2 separate regions of the Muntiacus reevesi genome follow, and region 1 is linked to region 2. A link is a contact called in public Hi-C data. All regions are on one chromosome and are shown on one strand. The core of a region is the stretch at or near the end of the contact, and the rest is flanking DNA. Distances in the headings are between cores, read along the strand shown. Region 1 holds the start of TBC1D15 (TBC1 domain family member 15). Region 2 holds the start of THAP2 (THAP domain containing 2).

Region 1 (7,244 bases), core at 3,040-5,539, 150 kb after region 2:
ACTCCAAGGCCAAATTTGCCTGTTACTCCAGGTATTTCTTGACTTTCTACTTCTGCATTCCAGTCCCATATAATGAAAAGGACATCTTTTTGGGGTGTTAGAATGTAAAGTATAGCTATGCCATTTCTAAATGGCAAATTAGCTATTAACTTGTTAAACTTTTATTTAATATCTTCTATGGGTCAGGTATTTGTGTCAGATGCAGTGGTAACACATATAAAAAGCATTGTCCCTGCTTTACAGTAATTCATAGCCTAGTAAGGAAAGGAAGGCAGTACATTAAACCACAAAGTATTTTCCAGCATGATACCATGAAAGTGCAGAAATGGAACCTCTTTCGTTGATCTCTGCTTGCATGCTTAGCAGTCACTCATTTTTTTCTGGAATAGTTCATGGACTTTTCTCTGAGAATTACTCTTCTGCTATTTACATGTACTTTGACTGGAGCTGTGGGTATGTGACTCAAATCTGGCCAATCAGAACATTATATATTTTGGGTTACTGCGACCGGCTCAAGGATAATTCCATGATCCAAACCAAGTCAGTCTGCTACAGTGAGAAGCAATCTTGGGACACAGCATGGGGCATTCTAGGAACAACAGTTATTTGGCTGTGGTTGGAGAGCTGGGTCTGAGTTGGGAAGGTAAAGCTAAAATGGTAGGCAACAACAACTTATGAAGGTGCTTCTAGCTATGCTGGAGAATTTGGACTTTTTCCTGAAGAGACAGGGAGCCATTAAGAGATTTTAAGCAGGGAGGTCACATGATCATGTTTATGCTTAGAAAGATTAATCTGGTAGGAATACAAATGATGAGATGGGGTAAGATAAAGACAAAAGCAAGAGAATGAATGAAGATGCCAGAATAGTTGTTCAAATCAGCGGTAATGAGAGACCTGAACTGCAGGAGTGGTAGTGGGGATAGGAAGGAGAGACATGATGGTGTTGTTTCCCAGAAGACACACCAAAAAGGCATACCATGATAGAAGTACTTTCCTGGAGAAACTGGATTCTGACTGCCTCTCTAGTTCAGTAAATGGTAGTCATTTTCAAAGAAGAAAAGCAAAATTTAAGTTTCATTTAAGATCATGTTTCTCAAAGTTTACTATATACACAAATCACCTGGGGATGTGTTAAAATGCTGATTTTTTTTTTTTTTTTTTTTTGGTAGGTCTGTGGTGGGACATAGGAGTCTGCATTTCTAACAAGCTCTCAGGAGATAATGGTATTGCTTGCCTGCAGACTACATTTTGAGTAGTAAAGATTTAGGATTTTTTAAGGTGTGAGTGGGCCATTCAACTTAAAAGTTCCAGTTGGCAGTATATCCAGGCTCTAGATTTTAGAAAAGGGAGAGAGACTGGGGCTTGAGATATTTGGGAACCATCAACATTTAGGTGGTTATATCAGAACATCAAGATAATAATACAGAATTATTTTTGGAAAAAAGGAAGGAAGTCCAAGGATAATCCAAGGATGCTCAAGGTAACACCATAATTTAAGGGGCAGTCGGAGGATGAGGCTTAAGAACATGAAGTAGCAGATGAACCAAATTTTGCCAAATTTTCAATGACAAGCCTTTAATTCCCAAGTTTGTCATATAAATATCAATAATAGCTACCATTTATTGAGGATTGGATTCTGAGTACTGTACTAAGGGCTTCAATTTTCTCCAAAACACTGGGCATAAGAGATGTCATTAAAATTTTCCTCTAATGACACCCCTTTGTCTGGAGCCATTATGGAAGGTCCCACCCGTGACGAAGTCATGAAGAAAATAGCGGGCAGGCAAGGCCGTCTGGGATCCCATCCATGATGAGGTCATGAGAAAAATACCTGACAGGCAAGGCCGTCTAGGATAAGGGACCCTCCAGGTTGGCCTCGCCCTCTACCCTACCCTATATCCTCCCCCCTTTTCTGCTGTTGTTCTTGTTTGCCCTGCTGCGGATTCTTGTGTTGCCTGCCGAGAGCTCTCCTGCTCCTCTTTCACTAAATGAGGACCAACTTAAAACCCTAATTAATAAATCTCCTGGACGCTGGTACCCTATGAAGGGGCCAGGGATGAAGGAAATGCTTCAATTCAAACCCTTTTGCTGGCATTCTGGCTTGTTTGATAAATGTGTGCTCTCATTGCACAAAATGCTCATAATTGTTCTAAACGTCCTAAGCACAGTATGCTAACAAAAGAAACTATTAAGCATAGGCCCCTTCGCGGGGTGAGAAAAGCTCCACAAATATTATAGCCACAAATGTGCCTAATAGAAAATAGTTTAGATAGAGATTAGCTGGTGACTTCTTGCAGGTAATTAACTTTTAGACTAAGAGCCTGTTTTGTGCCATATCTGCTGTTTTTGCAATCCTTTGCATTTCTGTTCTGTAAAACTGTAATCCTATCTAGTTCCCATGGAGATGACACCTAATAGAAAGAAAATAGATTAACTACAAAAAAGACAGAGTCGGTTACTGAAGTTGCTTAAAGTTGCACCAGGTGCAAGCCATAAATTGTCAACAGGCCTGAAAGCCAAAAGATATTACACATTGAGATTAACCATTAAAAAGGCCCTAATAGGCACAGAGTCCTTTGGGGGGTAAGGAATCCCTATTAGAAAATACAAAAAATATTGTTTTAAAAGTGGTTATTAGATCAACTTAGAAGATAATGTACAAAAAATCTATGGGAAAAGACTCTCATAAACAAAAAATATACAGAGCACACCTGGTTTCGTGAAGGACAAGCTGATATAGTGTTAAACTAAGTCTGTATGCTTATCTGCCCCTTAGAAATGTACCAACTTAGGGTATAAAGGCGATGGTGAAAAATAAAGCAACTGCCAGACTCTGCCGCATATCCTGGTCTGCTCTCTCTCTCTCTCTCTTTCCCTAGCAGACTTGGCCCCATCAAGGCCGGTCCTACGTGTCCCTCTCTCGCCGACGCCGTTCATCCTGAGGGTTCCCCTGGATCCTGTTGGGGCTGGACCCCGGCACCCCATTACTCCAAGCTGATGGAAAACTTAATCTGTGTCTTGATTAGGGCTCAACACATCACACCTAGGATTGCACGAAGGTTCCAGGAGTCACACAGTCCAGTACTCTTGGAGAAGGCCCTCAAGTCTTCACTCAGTGTTGGTTACTGCTAATATGATCCTTTCCCCAGCTTGTTCATCCTTTGCGGGTGAACTGTTTTGCCAACTGAATACCAAAACTTGGGCATGGGATCTTAGCGATGGGTGGTATCTCTGATGCAGTCCTACTAAGTCCATTCCCAACTAAGGTCTTGCGACCTCCTTCACCCATTAGGTTTTCAATATTTCCAGAAGTAGCAACCCCCTTCCTCTGTTATCCCCATTGATTACCACTCACTCAACCAACCTCAAAAGCCTCTAACCTCTCTCCACTGTGGAAGAGAGAAGCACCTCAATGTGCACAGGTGTTTTGGGTACAAAGGAAACTTTTATTCAGTACAGGGGCAAGCGAAGTCCCATATTGTGTGCCGAGCGATAAAGGGTAGGATCCTATCATTCTGACATTTTTCTACAACACTGAGAACAAAACAAATTATTATCTTAATATCTCAGCAAATCATCTCACCACATATGCACTGTCCCATGAGATCTTTACAACCACTCCATAGCCAATTCTCATTTTTCCATCCTGAAGCTTGGATGAGTTTAAAAACTTATTTCCAGTCAACTGTGTAGGAGTTATGAGATACTGTGCGCTGGACTCTGGAGCAACGATGGCGTGGTGTTATCGCAGTTCCTATCAAAATACCTTGTTATTGGTCATATGTCAGTGGCAGTCACCAGACTCAACGTCAGAAACTTTACACGAAGGCTAAAACTCTCTGTGTGTGCGCTTCGGAGAGAGGGCTGGATTCCGTTAAACTTCACTATAGCCCTATCTCAATTTTACAAATGAGACTTTGAAGCCGAAAGTGGAAGTGGCTTGCCTATGGCCACAAAGCCAAGATCAGGTTTGTTGGGTCCCAGTATGGTGTTCTTTCCATCATACCAAGCTGAAGAGGCCTGCGAACAGCTCACAGCCTCGCTCCCAGACAAACTCCAAAATATGACCACTTCAACTTCCGTACTCGCCAAGGAAAATTAAACTGGTACTTGTACCTGAGGCTCCACGCTAGTAGCCTCCGATTCCTACTCAGCTCGCATGCGTCAGGCTGCTCCTCCCGCCCCGGCCCCTTCACCCCTCCGCCTTCCCGCCTCTCCCCGCCCCTTTCCCGCCCGGATGTCAGCCTAGTTTTGCCGGATGTTGTTGTGAGTCTGGGAGACACGTGAGGCGCTGCTACGTCATCACAGGCACGCGCAGGAAACATGGCGGCGGCGGGTGTTGTGAGCGGGAAGGTAGGTAACGGCCCCGGGAGGACACTCCTGTTTTCCTCCGGGTAGGGCTGCTTTTGCTGCTTGGAGGCCGGCTTGGGAGGGATGCGAGGGCCTTTCTGTATCCGGAACAACGTGTAGAGGATGTAGGAAAAGATGCCTGGTTGTCAGCTGTTTTCTCGAGAATGCCGGCTCAGCCCGGGAATTGAGGACCCGGCTCCTACTCCAAGACTAGCTAGGCCTTGGTGCTGTTTGGCCCGCTCTTCCCCAGGGCGAGGGGCTTTTATCGGTATTGCCTTTTCTGAGAGACAGGTGGTTCCCCTATTCCGTGTTTTTTTTTTTTTTTTTTTTTTCTGGCTCGATTTTCTCTGACTGTCGTTCTTTCTGTCACTCTAAGAACTCCAGGAATTTTTCTGTCTTCCTTTGAGGCGTCACTCAGATTCGCCTCTGCCTTCCTCTACTTCACTCTGGTAAGGCATCTTTGTCCTATTAGGGAGGAGCTAAAAACAGGTGCTTTACAGCTGTGCACTTAGAGGAGCGCATTGGATCCATTTTACCAGATTGCCGAGTTGATTGGTGATGGTGAGCAGTAGGGATGTTTCCTCTCAGGGAGCTGGAGATTTACAACATCCCACGCTTGTCTAGGAAGGCCTTAGTTACGGTATTTATTTCTGAGGCAAAGCTGTGATGTTCCCGTGGGAGACTCTCGTGTCGTTTTACGAGAGTTGGTCATTGACCGCCTCGTTTTTCGTTAGGAATTAGGATTAGGTGCGGAGGATATTTCATCGCCTAGTGCTTATTCATGTTCCAAGGGAACGTCTTAATGCCTGTTAGTACTACCGTGGCATACATACTACTGGCAACCTTTCCAGTTGGAGGAGTATTTCGTAAACAGTTGGGTGCGGTAATGACTCATCTCATACCAAGGACTGTTTACTTTCCGCGGATAGCTTCCTCCGTTCCTTGATTTCACTCATTTTCTTTACGCCGCCCTCTGCATCCCATTTTGAATTGTGTGACAGCGTTTGTGCTTTAGTGTAGGAACTACTAGCCAGAATAACACAGTACTTTTACTCTGAATTGTGACCTTGCAAAATTGAGCAAGCGTGACTTCTCTGTCCTTCAAGGTCTTTATCTCCAGAATGGATGTGGTGCTAGTCATTATTTCTGGTATTGGAGTTAAGATTGTATGAAGTGATATAAGCATTAAGAAACTACGTCCTTCTGCATACTGAATATTTTAAATGATGGTCATCGTTTTCGAATTTTCTCGGTCTTTGGTTGTCTTGTCTGTTTTAGTCTTTAGGATGGGTGCTGATCTTCTCTTTGACTCATTACATATAGTAAGATTTTCTATCTGGACTGATCCAATCTAGGACTTTCTAAGGGATCCTTTCTATTTGAACTACACTTCGCTCTTTCGGGTGTGGATTGATTTTGATAGAACCTTTGAGATGATGAAGCGGAGTTGTGAAATAGGACTTTTTTCAACCTTTCCTTCCAGGCACTCACTACCTTTCATAACCTGACTGCGTCTTTTATTTAACTCTGCTTCTCCACCGCATTTATTCTCACAGGTTGCAAACTTACACCCATTCTCATCGCTGCACCTAAATTATTTTTTCATGCCAAAGGCTACCCCTCTTTCAAATAATTCTGTTGTGACCAGTGAAACCTGCTTACTCCTTCCTCAGCAAGTTCAGATCTAGTTAATGGCATCATCATCTACTTGGTTGCATGTAAAACAAACTTGGAGATGTCCATTTCTGTAACAGCATTTAATCAATAAGATAGTAGGACTGATCAGATCCTACTAGTTGTACCTTAAAGAGATTTCTTAAATTTGCTGCATCCTCTTCGTTCTCAGCGCTTAGCTCATTCAGACATTTAGTCTTGCGTTCTCTGCAGACTTTTCTTCGTTTCTACAGTCTCTTTGCCCAGAGTCTCATCTCTACACAACCACTAGAGTTATTTTCTAGTGCACAAGTCTGATTGTCTCTTGTTTAAAAAAAAAACAAACAGAAAAGTCTTCCTTTTGTTACTGTCACCATTAAAGTAATACTCAAGGCTGGTTAACATGGCATTAAAAACGTGTGTTGACTTTCTGGCTTTATCTTATGCTTTTCTACTTCTCAGTCTTGTTTCTTTGGGAAAAGGGGGATAGGAAAGAAAACACACACGTATATTTGTGAAAGAGTGTGTATATGTGTATATGTATGTCCCCACCCCCACCCCAAAGGTTCAGCTAAGAACTGTCTAATTAGAAACCTAGAGCACTGAATGTTAACCAAGACTTTTAGGAATCACGTGTGGTACTTTTAAAACTATGGATGCTGGGTCACAGCCCAGTTCTGTTGATTAGAACTTCCTGGTGTTGAGATCTAGGATGTAGAGTAACTTTCCTACTGAGTCTACTTGCTTGAAACTTTGATTCTACGAATTCATGTGGTGAGGAAGTTAATCTCTGTCATATGGAGAAGCAGTGTAAGATAACAGCTAAGAGCATGGACTCTGGAGCCCCAAGCCAGTTTCAAAAACTTAACTTCACACTAGTGACGTCAGTCAAATTACTTAATGTCTCTTTGTTTCAGTTTCCTTATCTGTAATACAGTAATGATAATAGTATCTACTTCATGGGATTTTTAGGATTGATAAGGAAATGTATGAGAACAAAGCCTGGCATGTAGGGTGTAGATCCTGTGTAGGTGTTATTCATCATGTAGTGTGTAGATCCTGTGTAGGTGTTACTGATTTCCCTGCATGTCAGTGGTTAAGTATGGTAGAATTTTAAAGGTTTAGAATATGGTTTTTGGTATGAGGGTGAAATTCATTTTTGAATTTCAGTTCAGTTGTTCAGTTTTGTCCGACTCTTTGTGACCCCATGGACTGCAGGCACGCCTGGCTTCCCTGTCCAT
Region 2 (7,514 bases), core at 1,299-3,798:
ACCGACAACTAACAAATCCTTGGTTAAAAAAATTACCTTGGGCTAAGGGTTTCTATCTTTATTCAAAGAACATTTTCTTTTTAAAAGTTAAATACCTATGTGATTTTTTTCCTGAAACAATCCTGGAGTGCTCCTGACCCAACTTGTGGTTGCATAAGTTTTTTCAGAGCACTAGCATGGATGAAGCTCCTCCTCCTTATCTAAACTACATTTCTGGTCCTCTTTCTATCCTGACATCTGGCAAAGACCATTTGGTCTTGATCTGTGAAAATAACGTTGCCTGTCTCCCCAACAAATGTCATTACATGTAAGTTTCATATATAATGAATACATTAAAAAATCACTACAGCATGGAAATTACAATCAGCAATAAGTATTCTCAATAAACTATTTTTATCAATTATCATGGAGAGAAGACACAATTATCATGAAATATGTCAAGACACAGTTCTACAAATAATCTGAAAGAGAATATTAATGTAATCACTAAAAATATACATCTGCATCACTTTGTTGTATCTTGAAATACATACCCTAAATGTAAAAAAAAAAAAAAAAAATTTTTTTAAGGGTAGTTCTACAAACACATCTTAAAATAGCAAATCCTCAGATGAATAAACTCAAGAAAGTTTAAGACAACTAAGAATAAGATTAGAGGGGACAAGAATCAGATATTTGCTATTTTCCTCCTTAACCTCTCCATTAGCTCCACCTCCCCATAAACCCCATGGTTTCCAATACAATAAAATAAAAATGCTGGTAAGTTTCAGTTTCTCTCTAGTCCACAACTGTCAGCACTAAGAGTTATAAAATGCCCAAAATGTGAACATAAGAAATAGAGAAGTTAAGGAGGTAAAGCTTCTGCCAAAGATACATGAATTCCAAACCTCTGAATTAATAGTTGGTGACACCAGGGGTTTTTTTCCCCCTAACTTAAAAACGCAGCAATGTATAAGAATAAATCAAGAAAAGTTAAAAAAAAAAAAAAAAAGAATCACAAATAAAAACATTAGGACTCGGTGTATCGACACTTCATAATCTTCAATGTGGCAATGCAATACGATATAAGCAACAGTATTCCTCAAACTTTTTACGGCTAATACTTTTTTCTCCCTCTAACACTATAAAACAACTTCACATAACAAAGTTTACTAACAAAAACAAAGGCTAATGAAACCTGGACTTGTGATGTAGTATTTCAAATCTGACTTTACACTTAGATTCCACTAGTTTGGCCCCCATCCCAAACAAGTTACTGTTAGAAAAAAAAGCAATATACCCAATCAAGCAATTTGAAGAAACAACGGGCAATTTGACAGACCGGGTTTACCGAGGAACCACCTATGGTAAGTATATTGACACAATGACAACTAAGCGGTTCTGACGGTTCAGAAAAGTTACTCATCTCACAGACCCAGTAATGACGCTAAAGGGAACTTTAGTGACACACCCAAGGCAGACCGCCACGTTAAGGATACAACTCTTCCGAGGTGGAGAGGGCTCTCGCCAGCTCTGACTGCTGCCGAATCCGGATCCCGCTCCTCCTCCCAGAGGTCTGCCCCCCGGTTTGCCTCCTCGCTCACCCCCTCCTCGGCCCCGACTCCAGCGACTCCCACCCCGGTAAGGCCTGCCTCGAAAACGGAAACGGTCCAAGGCGATGTGGCTCCGTTCCCAAAACGACGGCCGGGGGCTGCTTTCGGACAGAGAGCTGGAAGGCATCCTCACGGAGGGCGGGTGAGACCGGAACGGCTCTTTGGGTCGGTAGCTGCTATGTCCCCTGAGGTGGCCCCGCTCTGACGCGTGCCGCGAGCGTGAGAAATTCCTCAGCTGCAGCTGAGAAGAGGACGACGACGAGGAGGAGCCACCGCCTCCGCCGGATCCACCGCCCCGGGCCGGGTGAGGAGGCCTTCGCCGCGGGTACGGTAACAGCCCGCCGCCACTGCTACTGCTGCTGCTCCGGCTCCGTATCTGACTGTTATTATCGTCGTCGCTGATCTCCCCATCTTCAAGCTCCCCTTCTTCCTTAGGCGAGAGGCCACTGGAAGCCAGGGCCGGAGTATCTGCGGTCGCCATCCCGGGAACAGCGCTTTCCACACAACCTCAGCCCTCTATCCGGGGATCCGCCCGACTACTGCCTTCCTCTTCGGCTTCCTTCTTTCCTAACGGACCCGGTCGGTGCGGCCTTATCCTGTTTGGAGACCTAGCGGGCTCTGCTCCCCAACTTCCCCGCACCCCAGCTCTTTCTCGCCGGACCGTCGCAACCCTCTTCCCTACCCTAGCGCCCCCTTGCTCCTCCGCGATCGGGGCTCTTCCGCCTCGCGAGAAAGTGGCTCTGGAAGTGGCTCTGTTCGGCCGTCACTTCCTGCTGCACGCCGGAAACAAGGTTTCCAGTTCACGCGATAATAATTAGGAGAGCGCGATGCTCCCTGGGAGTTGTAGTCTTTTTTATTGCCGCTCGCTTTGAGGTTTTCCTTCCAGTCTGAGGCGCGTACCTATTCCTGACTGGTCTTTGGGGGTTTGGGGTGCGTGGCGGGGTAGGCGGGCCTGTTTTTAATCCTGGCCTCAAGAGAGTTTCACAGTAATAGGGGGGATAGGAGGGCACACCTCGTCTAATTGCTCGGTGACCCGCAGCTAAAGAGACGCTGTAGTCCCACTCCCTTTCCGGAGCCGGGGAGAGGGCAGGTTGCGTCCGCCATGTTGGTGAAGGCAAACGAAGGCGACTGGAGCTCCAGGACCGTCGGCTTTGCTGGCTCAAGTCCGCCATATTAATAAAGAGAAAGGGCAGGTTGACCCCTCCCGCCCCCCACCCGCCACACACACACACACACACGCACACACATACACCCCTTCTTCCCAGCCATCTCTGGCAACTCAGCTCAGTGGGCCCTTCCCCAGCCTCTTTTGCCTAGGGTCCACCCGAAGGAAGCGTAGCATCCCGCGCTTCAAATCAGGCTTAACACAGCGCCGAATGAGGTGGAAAGGGAAATGCCGACCAATTGCGCCGCGGCGGGCTGTGCTACTACCTACAACAAGCACATTAACATCAGCTTCCACAGGTAACCTGGGCAGGGAGTGGGGCTGACGGGAACGGGAGTTCCTAGACTGGGTATCACTTGTGTGAAAAGAACAAGAGGATTCTAAGTTAGATAGTTGGTAGCAGGGACGCGTCGCTTTTGCCTTTTGTGTTTCTCACATCTGTCCAGTTTTTCTCTCCTTTCGGGGAAGGTTTACTCAAGTTCTGTACAGTGATTAGTCCTTCTCTAGAAAGTGACAGGAGGATACCTTAATTTTCTGCTCTTTTATTTCCTGTGTATTCGACCAGGTCTTGATGTTAATGACGCCATAAGAGGAAGCGAGATCTTCCTTTTCAAGTCAGCAATCACCTAAAAAGCCGACTACGTTCCTGTTATAATTAGTCAGTTCTCACTAGCTATATTGACATGAGAAGCGTTTAAGATTTCTGATAGTCACATACAGTAACTGCGGAGGAATTGTCATTAATAGCAGTAGAATTAAGCTATGTGAATGATAATGGAAAAGATAAGCTTTATATTATTACTAGAACAGAGTAGTATACAAAGAACCCAGGTTACATTCTTCGTTCATTTGCTGAAGCGCAGTCAAAATTCTTTAGTTCTGTCAAACCAGAACTCTGGAAAGCACGTTGAATACTGCATGAAATAATGACTCGGTAAACATTTGCCTTCTCTGCAAGTGCCTGCCATATGCTTGAAGAAAAGAAATATTCAAAAACAAAAGAAGCATTCAAGAAGTTAAGTGCAAACAGTTCTGCATTTACATACTTTGCAACTTAATAAGATCTTAGAATTGAGAAAATGATATCCTTGACCTTTCTCCCCACCTCATTATGACTAAATGTACCCCCTATTAAAAGTTGCCACTTAGAATCCTTGTGGTGTTTATGTTTTTCATGTATGTCATGCAAATGTAGTGCTTTATTCATTGATCCATCTAATGTATTAAAAAGCAGAGATATTACTTTGCCAACAAAAGTACCTATAGTCAAAGCTATGGTTTTTCCAGTAGTCATATATGGATGTGAGAGTTGGACTATAAAGAAAGCTGAGCGCTGAAGAATTGATGCTTTTGAACTGTTGGCGCATCAGTGCATTGAAGAAGACTCTTGAGAGTTCCTTGGACTGCAAGATCAAACCAGTGAATCCTAAAGGAAATCAGTCCTGAATATTCATTGGAAGGACTAATGTTGAAGCTGAAGCGCCAATACTTTGGTCACCTGATGCAAAGCACAGATTCACTAAAAAAGACCCTGATGCTGGGAAAGACTGAAGGCAGGAAGAGAAGGGGAGGACAGAGAATGAGATGGTTGGACGGCATCATCAACCCCATGGACATGAGTTTGAGCAAGCTTGGGAAGTTGGTGATGGACAGGGAAGCCCAGCATGCTGCAGTCCATGGTAGCACCATGGGGTTGCAAAAAGTCGGACACAGCTGAATGACTGAACTGAACTGAATGTGTCCCAAGCTCTTAGCACCTGACATGGTGCTAAGGATCCAGAAAATTCTTAACCTTCCTGGACTTGGAACGAGAAAGACCAACATAAATAATTATGGTTAAATGCCACAGAAGAGACTTTCAAGGAGTCCTAACTTAGCATTGGAAAGTCAAATAACACTTCTCAAAGGATGTGAAATTTCAAATGAGACCAAAAGATGACATAAATCTGGTCCTGTACAATACTTTTAAGGGTTTTCTATTTTATCCAGTGAGTTCTTGAGTAGCTATGGAAGGCTTACAAAGAATGAAGTGATTAGATTTCCATACTAAAAAGTCCTCAGGCTGCAGTGTGGAGAATTAGAGTGTTACCTAAAGTGCTGGTTAAGCATCATCATGAGATGAACTTGACAAGAAAGGAGCTTATTACAGAATGTTAGCATACCTACTATTTCACAGGGAAATCCTGATGCAGCTCAGTGGAACTAAACAATGTACTTCTGATGCTGACATGATCAGCACTAAATTGATAGAGAAAAAAGTTAGGATCCTGTAATAAAATAAGGGAGACTCCACCCAGTGGCCTAGAGTAGAGTGGAACTGAGAGTAGGGATGGGAAGAAGTGGACAGTTTTGAGAAATGTTTGAGGAGAAACTACTGTATATGGTAATTTGATTTGGAAGATGAGGAAGAGGGTGGAGTCAAGGCACCAACAATGAATGTTTAGGAGATGTCTGGTGGTATGCTAACATATGTACCTCCTTTCCATGTTTGATCGTTTGCTTGCTATGAAATTAACATATTCATGTGTAACCTTAGAAGTTTAGGCCTTATGGTAGCATTATTCATAATAAAATTAATTCCTATTTCATAATTAACATTTCATTCACTCCTTTCCTAGGACATTGGTAGACTTCTTTATCCTCATATACAACTTACATTGCCTAAACTTACTGTCCTCATTTTTCTTCTCTCTTCCTTAGCCCATTCCAGACTGTCTCCCCAGTAATCTTTTGAAACTGTTCTTGCTAACATGAATTGTCACTCCTACATCTTTTTTCATGGCATGTGATCATTTCCTCCCTGAAATACTCTCTACTTTGAATTATTTGACACTAATTTTGTGATTTTCATCTTACTTCTCTGGCCTAACTGCAGTCTCCTCCACTACTCTACCACCTAGCCCATTCTCATCAAAAGGATGAGAAAAAAAAAAAACTGTTCCTGATGCCTCCTAAGTCAGTATTTCTAGTCCAAATCTTCAGTGGGTTGTAGACCTTTAGATGAAGTGTCTCAATTATTTCCCCATCTCTTCAGTTCCTCACATTCAGCATACTAAAACTGTACCCTTGAACTTGTCGTTCCCTCAAAACTACATTTCCCATATTCCCTTTCTCATAAAAGGAAACACCAGCCACCCAGAAGCTGGGAGGTTATCCTCCCTTGACTTCTCACCATTCCCTCTCGATTGAAGTATTAAAACAACTTCTTAACTGGTTCACTGCTTCCATTCATGTCCTTCTAGCTGCTCTTTTATAGTAAATGCTGTGTTGCTAAATGTTTAACAACAGGATCTCCGGGGATGGGTGAAAGCCCTGATTTGTAGTGTTTGTCCAATTTGCAGGATATAAATACTCCCAACCATAACTGGTTTTAAGCTACCAACATGACATCACTGATCATGGAGTTGGGAAGAAATGTACAATACTATTCTATTCTGTATCATTTATTTCATACAGGTTTCATACATGTAAGTAACCTTAAGAGTGTAGATAATAGTAAAATAACTAGGTGGTGGGTTTTTAATACATATTACCTTTGTTTTTAATCTACTTAAATGCAGACTTACATAATTTTTAATCATGGCTGTGTTTAACAACCACTTAAAACATTTTCTGTTAACAGTCACCTCTAAATTGGGCTCTTGATGACTTACCAATGCCATTTTGGATAAAGTTCAAAATCACTATCTTAGCAGGCCCTCCATCATCGTTTAATGTCATAACACTTCCCTATTCCCAAGATACTCTAACATTCTTCACTACTACCATTTCCCTAGCTAATTCCCATACTCTCTTAAGGCCTCTTGATGAGATTAGCTCTTCCTATTATGGTTCTGTGCAATCCTGTACTTACCCTTTTATAAGTTCATATAATTACACTCGTAATTACATTTGTAATATTGAGTTGGCCCAAAAAGTTCATTCAGATTTTTCCATACTGGAAAAGCCCAAACGAACTTTTTGGGCCAACCCAATAATAAAAACAGTATTTAATATTTACCATGTACTATGCACTGGGTTGGGCTTCCCTGGTGGCCCAGATGGTAGAGACTGCCTGCAGTGCAAGAGGCTTGGGTTCGATCCCTTGGTTGGGAAGACTCCCTGAAGAAGGGAATGGCAACCCACTCCAGTATTCTTGCCTGGAGAATTCCCTGGACAGAGGAGCCTGGAAAGGTGTAGTCCATGAGGTTGCAGAGTCGGGCAGGACTGAGTGTCTAACACACAAACACACACACATGCACTGAGCTAAGCATTTGCTCACATTGTCTCATTTAATTCCTAGAACCACACTAGGTACCATTATTACTCAACTTTATGGGTGATAAAACCGAGGCCAAAAAAGGTTAAACAGCATCCTTAAAGTCACCCAGCTACTATGTGAAGGATCCAGAATTGACACCTGGTTCGATTCCAGAAAAACTGTTCTCAGCCACTCTTTTCTGCTCCATCAAACTGTTTGATTCTCTACCTTCCTCATTACAGTATACCCTCAAAAAAGAAGGATATCATAAAGGTAGGTCAGTTTTATTTACCACCATGTCTCCAGTGCCTAGGACAGTGCTTGGAATGTTAGAGACATTCAGTTATTAAGACCCAAGCAAAGTAGCACTGTTTAAAATACTGAGTGATTTTCCAAAACATGTTTCTGAAAGCCTGTTTCTATTTTTGTGTGGCAAGAATATATCCATCTATTAACACTACTTCACTTATTTAAAACTAATATTTACAGGATTTATTATTACTTAAATTCAGCTTAC

What was found. A called contact is a pair of places that touch in the nucleus more often than the background predicts.
Region 1: a contact with region 2 is called in a Hi-C map of blood, with 3 times the contacts expected there. The contact joins the promoter of TBC1D15 here to the promoter of THAP2 in region 2. A contact is called at or near these places in 2 of 3 Hi-C or Micro-C datasets (blood and muscle).

Annotation. Positions count from the first base shown.
Region 1 is chr4:119,698,937-119,706,180 of mMunRee1.1, forward strand. It overlaps TBC1D15 (TBC1 domain family member 15), which reads left to right and starts at 4,290. Exons shown (of 18, transcript XM_065934090.1): 1 at 4,290-4,353. The coding sequence starts at 4,324.
Region 2 is chr4:119,548,666-119,556,179 of mMunRee1.1, forward strand. THAP2 (THAP domain containing 2) reads left to right here and starts at 2,549. Exons shown (of 3, transcript XM_065934086.1): 1 at 2,549-3,056. The coding sequence starts at 2,986. It overlaps ZFC3H1 (zinc finger C3H1-type containing), which reads right to left and starts at 2,263. Exons shown (of 34, transcript XM_065934082.1): 1 at 1,479-2,263. The coding sequence starts at 2,073.